3 separate regions of the Mus musculus genome follow, and all the other regions are linked to region 1. The links are chromatin contacts, called in public promoter capture Hi-C maps. All regions are on one chromosome and are shown on one strand. Each heading gives the region's core, a stretch centred on a gene start, on an enhancer-like site or on the middle of the called end of the contact. The rest is flanking DNA. Distances are from core to core; before and after follow the strand shown.

Region 1 (2,858 bases), core at 111-2,610:
CAAGATGCTAGGAGTTTTGGTCCTGACATAAGAGTTGATGAATTTGGGACTAAAGACAGAGAGGATGCTGGGAGCTAGGCACTGGACAGGAAGTGTGTCATGTGATGATGACCCTTGGTTGACCTGGATATACAACAGTTTAGAAGTGATGGAGAGAAAATAAAAAGCCGAGCTTTTCAGAATGGGCATATGTTGACCCAGTTTACCTGCTGTCCCTGAGTCCTGTGAGAGGCAGAGGCCACCAGCACCTCACTTTCTTCCTCTTCTTGGTCCTATGAGTCATAAGCCTGCTCCAGGCCTTCAGGTGGCCACAGGGGTGGGTTCAGGGGAACCCACACCCAAGAAGAAAAAAGAGAGCAAAGTTTGGAGGGATGAGTCAGCCCCCCAGGATGAGGAACAGAACCTGAAAGGCAGAGTCACACAGACAGACTTGACTGGACAGTGTGGGAAAGAGTACAGCGTCTGGATGCCATACCTGGAAGATTGCCCCAGGCAGGGGCTTCGCTCTCCCCAGGGCCTAGGGTTAAGACTTCCTTCCAGTCTGGTTAGCTTTCTGGAGGCCCCTCCCAGGGAAAGAAGACTGAAACTTGGCGAGTCATGGTCAGGACTAGAGGGAGGGAGCGGACACTATTCTATGCCCTGCCCAAAGAAGTCCATACCTGCTCAGCCACCCGCTGCTGCCCAGCCTCTCAGTCTTTCCCTGCCCACATTCACTGTGGCATCATCACACTCCTCTCCCCCAAAGCTCACACTCACAGCACACGCCAGCACCCCGCACCTTCGCGCGCTTCCGAGCATCGCCCTCTCGCGCATCTCCCAAGCATCTCCCACGCACCCCCTATGGGTTTCCCAAGCAGCTTCTGCACAACCCCCGTGCATCTTCCCCGCATCTCCCGTGTGTCTTCTATACATTCCCCCGTGCATCTCCCGCGCCTCTCCCACGCATCTCTCGTGCATCTTCCGCGCACACTCCGGTGCATCTCCTGCGCATCTTCCCCGTGTCTCCCGTGCAGCGTCCTCTAGGGAGCTCCGCTAGTCCAGGCTACGCCTGCGCGCACACGCACGCACACCTTTGCACCTTCACACGACCCTCACGACCTTCCGCTCTCCCAAGTCCTCCCCCACTGGCTCCCACGACGCCGTCACGCTCACGCCCTGCCCTCGCGCCCGGGTCCGCATGCTGTCCTGCTCTCCCACCCCCGTGCGCGCCCTTCCGCGCTCCCGTCCTCCCTCTCCCCGCATTGTCTGGGCCCCTCTGTCCCCGTCCGGTCCCCGCCCCTTAGCTGACGCCACGCCCACCAAGGCGCGCAGTGGGCGGAGCAGAGGGCGGGACTGGACTCGGGGGCGGGGTCGACGGCGCGGGAGGTGCAGGTGCCGGGCCGGGAGCGAGCGGCGGCGGCGGTGGCGGCGGCGGTGGCGGCGGCGGCGGCGGCACCATGGGCCGGGCCCGGCGCTTCCAGTGGCCGCTGCTGCTGCTGTGGGCGGCCGCGGCGGGGCCAGGTAGGGTGACGGAGGTGGGGGCCGGGTCGGTGGGCTGGATCGGGGTGACGAGGGAGGTGTGCGTATTGCGGTCGGGTTGGGGAGGGGGTCTCGTCGCTGTGACAGCTGGGTCGCCTGGGGGCCTGCAGAGGCCGGAACAATGCGCTGCGTGGGGGGGGGGGGCTGCGGGAGACCCTCGTCCCCGGGACAAAGCGCAGCGCGGGCCAGGAGCCCAGAGCCGCGGGCAGGGGAGGGGGGACGCGGGCCCCGGCCGCCGTGCCGCAGCCCCCCCACCCCGCACAGGCCCCGATCCCGCGGGGACAAAGGGCCCGAGACCCTCCCTCCCCCTATGTCCCCAAGCCCTCCTTCTCCAGGCCGGTCCCACTGTCCTTCGGTCCTAGTCTTTAGATCTCTCTCTCTCTCTCTCTCTCTCTCTCTCTCTCTCATTTTCCCCCAGCCCTTGTCCTCTGTCCCTCAGTCTTCAAGTCCTGTCCTTCCTTCCCTCTGTCCTCCTTTCTCCTTGTTTCCCCCTTCCCGTTTCTCCACGCCGCCTTTGTCCCCCACCTCTGTCCCTTTTTCCTGGGTCACTCTGCCTGCCCCCCATCCTCTATTCACTCTGCCGCCTCCTGTGCTGCTGTCGTCCCTCTATGTCCCCATTCACCATCTCTCTCCCCGTCTCCTTGACATCCTGTATCTCTTCCCTTCTCTGTCCCCTATCATTCTCCCATTTCTCTAGCAGCCTCTGTTGCCTAGCTGCCTCCTTTCTCCTCTCTACCCCACTGTCTCCCTCTCCCCCAAATCTGCTTCCTCTCTCCATGCATCCTCCATCCTCCTTTTCCCATCTCTGTATCCCTCCTCGCTCCTGGAGAAGAGTGGTGTCAGGCAGGGCAGTGACAGTATAGATGTGTGAAGTGGCATATAGGGAACATTGGCATGTGAGCACACACGTGGATTCCACAAATGTCTCCCCCAAACCCTCCCACCCGTTCACACATCCAAGCCACACTTCACAGAAGAGCCCCCTCCAGGACATCCACATGTCTTTCTCACTCACTATGGGAATCTGGAGGACCCCCCAGCCCCCACCCAAGACACGGTGACCCTGAGGCTGGGGACAAGGTCAGGAAATGTCACCTGAATGCTCACACTTAGAACCCTGTGTTTCTTATATCCACCATGGGACACTCCCCTGCGGTGGGTCAAGTTACTTTGCCCAGGAATCCATCATGGGGAGGCTGCTGGTGAGCAAAGGCAGGGCTGAGGTCTCCTATAGGGAGTTGAGAATTGGGACCAGGTGGCCCAGCCCTCTTTCCTGGCTCCAGTTCTATCCAGTGAGAGTGTTGAACCGGATCCATGTCTGACAATGTGAGGGAGCTTCT
Region 2 (2,858 bases), core at 199-2,698, 4.7 Mb before region 1:
AGCTCCCGGGGGCCCTCTGCTCTCTCATGTGTGGGGGGCCAGGGTGTGGGCTGCAGCTGGGCCAGAAGCTGGATGGGTGTGTGGGAGTGGCAAGGGGGGACAGGGCTGGGCAGGTTTCAGGAATGTGGGAGGGTCAGGCTGGCTGAGACCTGCCCAGCTTGGCGCCAGAGCCCCCTACCCGCCCCTTGACAACACCCCCCCCCCATCTCTTTACCAGAGAAGCTTGAAAAGGGTGAGGTGAGTCACCTGGGCAGAGGTGAGGCTGGGTCCTGAGGGAGAAAGGACTGGAAGTTTAGACAACTAGCTGCCCGAGGTATAGCAGGCTGCATGTGGGAAACACGGATCTCTGAGTCCTAGGGACCTGAGAACTTGGGTCTTGGATTCCTGTCAGGGTCTGGCAGGTAGCACGGTTCTTGCTGAGAATCTACCCTCTGGGCTGGCATCATTCCTTTCCCGCCTAACCTGGCACAGACTACTCCTGGGTTCCCACTCTATATCACGTTTGTGCCAGGAGCCTTGGTTCTCAGGCACCCACCTCTGGGCCCAGCCTGTCCCAGGGGAGCTGGTTGGGGGCCAAGCTGGTGCTCTGGACTGGTTGTGAGCAGCCAAGCAGCCAGATATCCTGTCTTCCCTGATCTCTCTTCACCCTGTCCCCAGTGTCCCCCCGCCCCTGTTTCTCCTCCCCACTTCACCACATGCAGGTGTGTGGATTTATCGGGGCCCTCAGGAAAGGGGCCCTGTCAGTCGGAAAACACTGTTCCACCTTCTCTGTCAGGCTCGGTTCTTCCGGCCCTTTCAGAGAGAGGCGGGTCCTTTAGAGGCAGCCTAAACTCTGAATTTTGGGGAAACCCTAACATTCTAGAAAGTGCTTTAACCGCAGGGTCCCCCGTTTCTCTGAGGAAACTCTGAGCTTAATCACTTAGAGAACAGCTCCGGGATGCTAATCTTCAGTATCTTAGCAGAACCTATTTTGACTATGGGGGAGGGGAGGGGCTGGACTCCAGTCTAAGGGACTAGGGGCTACAGATCCCAGATTCCAGGTACTCAAGGTTATTAGGGGTCGCAGGGCTTAGACTCCAGGATTCCCAAAGAGCTGGGGAGGGACAGCTGTCTCAGATGTGTTTGCTCCAGAGCTAGGGTATCCTTAGCTCTCAGATCGGGTGCACCCCAAGGCCTCCCGCCTTCCTCCCTACTGGGGAATCCCTAGATTGTGATCCCTGGGGAAATGGAAGCTTGTTCCCCTTGTCTTCTCGGGGACTCCAGGGGCCTGCCCCACAAGCCCCAACCTCAAGTTTCAGCTCTGCCCTCAGCCCCAAGTCATACCTGAGTAGCCCGACAGCAGGAAGGTGAGCCACAGCAGCCCTGCGCGGGCGTCAGGGGGTTCCATGTTCCCTGCAGTGGCGGCAGTGACTGAGCCCGGGCGAGGCTCTCCGCCGCCCTGAAGCTGGCAGCGGAGGCCAGGCCCCTGACCACGCCCCTGACCACGCCCACCCCATCCCCAAGCTGGGCGCAGGGCCAAGACCTCCCACTGCCCTGAGAGGACCTCCCACCCTCGCGCGCGCGGGGACCCGCTAGCACCGCCGCGCGCTGCTCCATCCAACCCACGCCTGCGGCTCTCCTCCTCAGCCGTGGGGACCGACCCTCCAGTCAAGCCTCGAGCTGGAATCTAAGGGAAAGCGCGCAGATACTCGTTCCCTTCCTTCCTGGCCACCTGCGGGGTCTTGACACGCATGCCCAAGGTGGCATGTGGCCCTCGACTGCAGGTGAATCTTTTTCCTAGTTTATTTTCTTTTTGGAGTCGGTGGCCCACTGTAGCTCAGGCTGGCCTTCTGCCTCAGTTTCCCAAGTACTGGGATTACAAGGGTGAGCCATCGCCCTGGTTTGTGAACTGTCGGTTTTGACCAGCGGTCCCTGATGTGATTAGTTGCCTGTGCTGGTCTCTCTTTGTAGTCTCTCCTGCATGACCGGCTCTTCCCTGAGTGCCCTAGGATGCCCTCCCCTTAGAGGCAGCCACCTTGCTGGGAAGCGCCCCTCCTCTGACTGAGCAGTGGCCTGGAACTGGTCAGGTCAATCTTTTCTCTAATGGGTTTTCAATTCCCAGTCCTGGTCGGCCTCTTTGGTGATGAGGTGGGGATGGGGTGCCCCTCCCTCTGCTCTGCTCTGCTCTCCTTGACTCCTTCACTTCCCCCCATCCAGGGAATCCAAGGAATGTCACCCCCCTTCCGCCTTCCTTCTCTGCCCGCCATTCCTTCCCCACCTTGGGGGGAGGGGAGGAGAAGTGGGCTGGCGCGTCGGCAGGTGAGTGGCTGAGGGAAAGAGCAGGCTGCTAGGACCGCGGGATGGAAGAGAGGGTCACAGGTCAAAGTAAGGGGTCACAGATCAGTCTACTCCAGGATCCTCACACGCCGAGGCAGTGTGGAACAAAATCCCAAGAATGCTGGATGGGGGCTGGAGAAGGAGGGTTCTGCCTCTGTTCAGAGGGTAGAAACTAGCCTGGGATACTGCTATGGATGGGGGGTGGTATAATTGTGGGTCATGCTGAGAGAGGGTCCTCCCCCTCCAGTCTCTGGCCAGTCTGAGGGTGACCAGCGTTGAGCTGCCCTGTGAGCCAAGGTTTTACCCATCAGTCCTAGTGGAAAGGCTTATGTTGTAGGTTTTGGCAGGGCTCTCAAAGCTGTTTTAGCATTCCCTGTCACAGGAAGCAATTGTGAAACCAGGAAAAGTGACCTTTGCGTGGGGCTCCTTCATCCCCTCTCCAGGAAGTCTTTCTTCAACCTTCTCCTGTCACATAAGTCCCTGCAAATCTCTGGACCCCCTTGTCAGCTCTACACGCCCAGAGATACATCTATCTCCTCTGT
Region 3 (2,858 bases), core at 147-2,646, 4.6 Mb before region 1:
TATTATTGTTATTATTATTATTATTAGTAGTAGTAGAGACACTAAACATCACCTCAGTACATTCACCAGGCTGGTCTGGAACTCAGAGATCTGCTTGCCTCTGCCTCCTAAATTCTGCGATTAAGGGTGAGCACCATCACACTGGGCTTCAGGTACCACTTACATATGCAGAAATGGAGGCATAGAAGAATTTGCTAGGGGGATCACGCAGGCATAAGACGACAAGATACGGTGGGGTTTGAATCCGAGCCATTCAATAGTCACTCTGCTAGGCCCTATGTGAGACTCTCTCCTTTAGCCCAATACACAGTAGGCCCTCAACATTAGGGAATACAGTATCAGGCATTTCTGAATACTTGAGAAGTCTGATAATGACTTCAGAGTGAAGTTCTGGGAACCCAGGACCCGTCATGGTGACCCTAGGGTACCCCTGTACGGGGCTCCACCTGTCTCTGCCTCCCCTATTGGGGTTAAAGGCATGAGCCACCACCTCCCTGTTTTGGTTTGGTTTGGTTTGGTTTTTTGGTTCCAGTCACTCTGAGCTCACTCTGAGCGCCCAGCCTGACTTGCTGCTGGTCAACCACTGAAACAATGGGAATAGCACAGGGCTCCGAATTAGGTTGTGTGAGGACCAAGGGTCTATCCTCAGCACCCTGTGTGCTCAGGGGTAGACTCCTGTGCTACAATTCCCCAGTGAGGCTTCAGTCTCCAACTCAGCGAAAGGAAAATGAACTAATAAATCAACTCTGAGTCAGTCACGATTAACTTGCTGGAGAGAGTGTGGCCACTAGGGTTAAGGTTCCTGGCATGAGTCACCCAGACTTTTTCTCAGTGTACGAGTCATTTATTTTACAATAATAAAACATCTTTTGCGCGCGTGCGTGCGTGTGTGTGCGCGCGCGCGCGCGTGTGTGTGTGTGTGTGTGCGCGTGCGCAAGCGTGCGCGAAGTGGAGCAAATCCGGTTCTCATTCCCGAGTCTAGGCTACGTTGGAACTCAAGGCAACCCTCCTACCTCATCCTCCCCTGTACTCCGGTGGCCGGTGTGAGTCACCACGCCCTATTTTCTGGAATCTCTGCTCCAGAATCCAGACCTAGGACTTTGGGCCGGGAAGAAGGGATCGGGTGGCCTGGGAGGGCCTCTCGAGGTGCGCACAGGCCGGGGCGCGGGGCGCGGGGCGCGGGGCGCGGGGCGCGGGGCTACTTACCCGCTTTCCGGAGTGCATAGCAGAACAGCAGCAGCAGCCATGACAGCGGGGAGCGGGTGGCTCGGGCGAGTTGAGCCATGTGGTTCCGGTCCGATCCAGCTCTTTGTAGTCCAGTTAGTAACGGCCAAGCGCCTTATCTCTCCGAAACCCTGAAGTCAAGTGCTGGAATCTCAGCTAAGCGGGTGCCGCCTAGGGACGGCCCATTGAGGGCGGTCCCCTGCTGGGCAGGCGCACACAGCCAAGCACGTCTGCCGGGCTGGTTGATGAGTGAACGACCCTGACGATTAGTGTTCTGTAAACCTGTCATCCCAGCACCTGAGTCGGGTGGGGAGGATGGAGGCAAGAGGATCATCAGAATTGAAAGCGGGTTTAAGGCCAGCCTGGGCCACGTGAGATCATCCCGGATTTTTTTTTTAATTAAAAATAATGGGGGGCAGGGGGCTAGGCTTCAAATGTCTTTAATCACAGCACTTTGGAAGGCAGGCAGATCTGTGAGTTCTGTGTCAGCCGGGTCCACCGTAGACAAATCCAGCCTCGTCTGAGTTACACAGTGAAACTGTTTAAAAAAAGAAATAAGGTCTCATGAAGCACATTCTAGGTCAGTGGTTCTCAATCTTCCCAGTGCGCGATACTTTTTTTCTTTGTTTGTTTTTGTTTCTGTGTGTTTGTTTTCGAGACAGGGTTTTACTGTCCTGGAACTCACTTTGTAGACAAGGCTGGCCTCGAACTCAGAAATCAGCCTGCCTCTGCCTCCCAAGTGCTGGGATTAAAGGCGTGTGCCACCATGCCCGGATTCTTTAATACAGTTCTTCATGCTGTGGTGACCCCTAATCATAAAATCATTTTCATTGCTACTTATAACTGTAATTTTGCTACTGTTATGAATCATAATGTGAATATGGGACATGTAAATATCATAATGTAAATATGACATGTGGGATATCTGATATGGTTCCCCAAAGGGGTTGAAGCTCGCAGGTTGAGAACGATTGTTCTAGACTACCCTTGAACTCCTGATCTTCCTCCCAACACCTTGGAATGCAGCAATGCCGGGCCTGTGCTCCCCAACCTTCACCTCCTCCCCCCCCAGTTCCTGCTCTCGGTTAATTCTGAATGGGAATCTGAGGGGCAAGTCTTCTGGAAATCTCTGGAGTTTCTTGAGTCCTGTGGCATTTCCACACTGAGAGCCTGTAACCATTCTGTTCCTTCTCTGACCATGCTGTCATGACTGTGGGCTTCCCCTTCTCCCAGATCTCCCCATTGCTGTGGTATAAACTGGCAGGTCACTAAACCACCTCCCACACACACCCGAAAAGGGAAAAAGTTCTGTGCCCTTCTCTCTCCCTCCCTGTTTCTGCCCTGTGAATACAGCGTCTCTAGTCCTTTCCCATAACACACACACACACACACACACACACACACACACACACACACACACACACAGAGCTTGTTAGCTTCCTGAAGTGAAAGAAAACAAACGGTGGAAAAGTCGGATTCCTGGGGAAGCTGACACCAACCTTTACATTTTTCTTATTAACTTTTTTTTTTTTTTGCTGTTCTTTAATGTCTGTTTTCAATTTTGATAGATTCTAAACTGCTATGTATGTATGTGTGTATGTATGTATGTGTATGCCTGGATGTGTATGTATGAG

The links. Promoter capture Hi-C pulls out the DNA fragments that hold promoters and counts their contacts.
Region 2: a promoter capture Hi-C map of embryonic stem cells shows a contact between it and region 1. The contact joins the promoter of Bcam here to the promoter of Cadm4 in region 1. A contact is called at or near these places in 5 of 39 promoter capture datasets (cranial neural crest, embryonic stem cells, frontonasal cranial neural crest and 1 more).
Region 3: a contact with region 1 is called in a promoter capture Hi-C map of embryonic stem cells. The contact joins the promoter of Pvr here to the promoter of Cadm4 in region 1. A contact is called at or near these places in 2 of 39 promoter capture datasets (cranial neural crest and embryonic stem cells).

What each region holds. Positions count from the first base shown.
Region 1 is chr7:24,480,663-24,483,520 of GRCm38.p6, forward strand. It overlaps Cadm4 (cell adhesion molecule 4), which reads left to right and starts at 1,361. Exons shown (of 9, transcript NM_153112.3): 1 at 1,361-1,500. The coding sequence starts at 1,437.
Region 2 is chr7:19,769,084-19,771,941 of GRCm38.p6, forward strand. Bcam (basal cell adhesion molecule) reads right to left here and starts at 1,449. Exons shown (of 15, transcript NM_020486.2): 1 at 1,324-1,449. The coding sequence starts at 1,387.
Region 3 is chr7:19,919,747-19,922,604 of GRCm38.p6, forward strand. Pvr (poliovirus receptor) reads right to left here and starts at 1,397. Exons shown (of 8, transcript NM_027514.2): 1 at 1,207-1,397. The coding sequence starts at 1,285.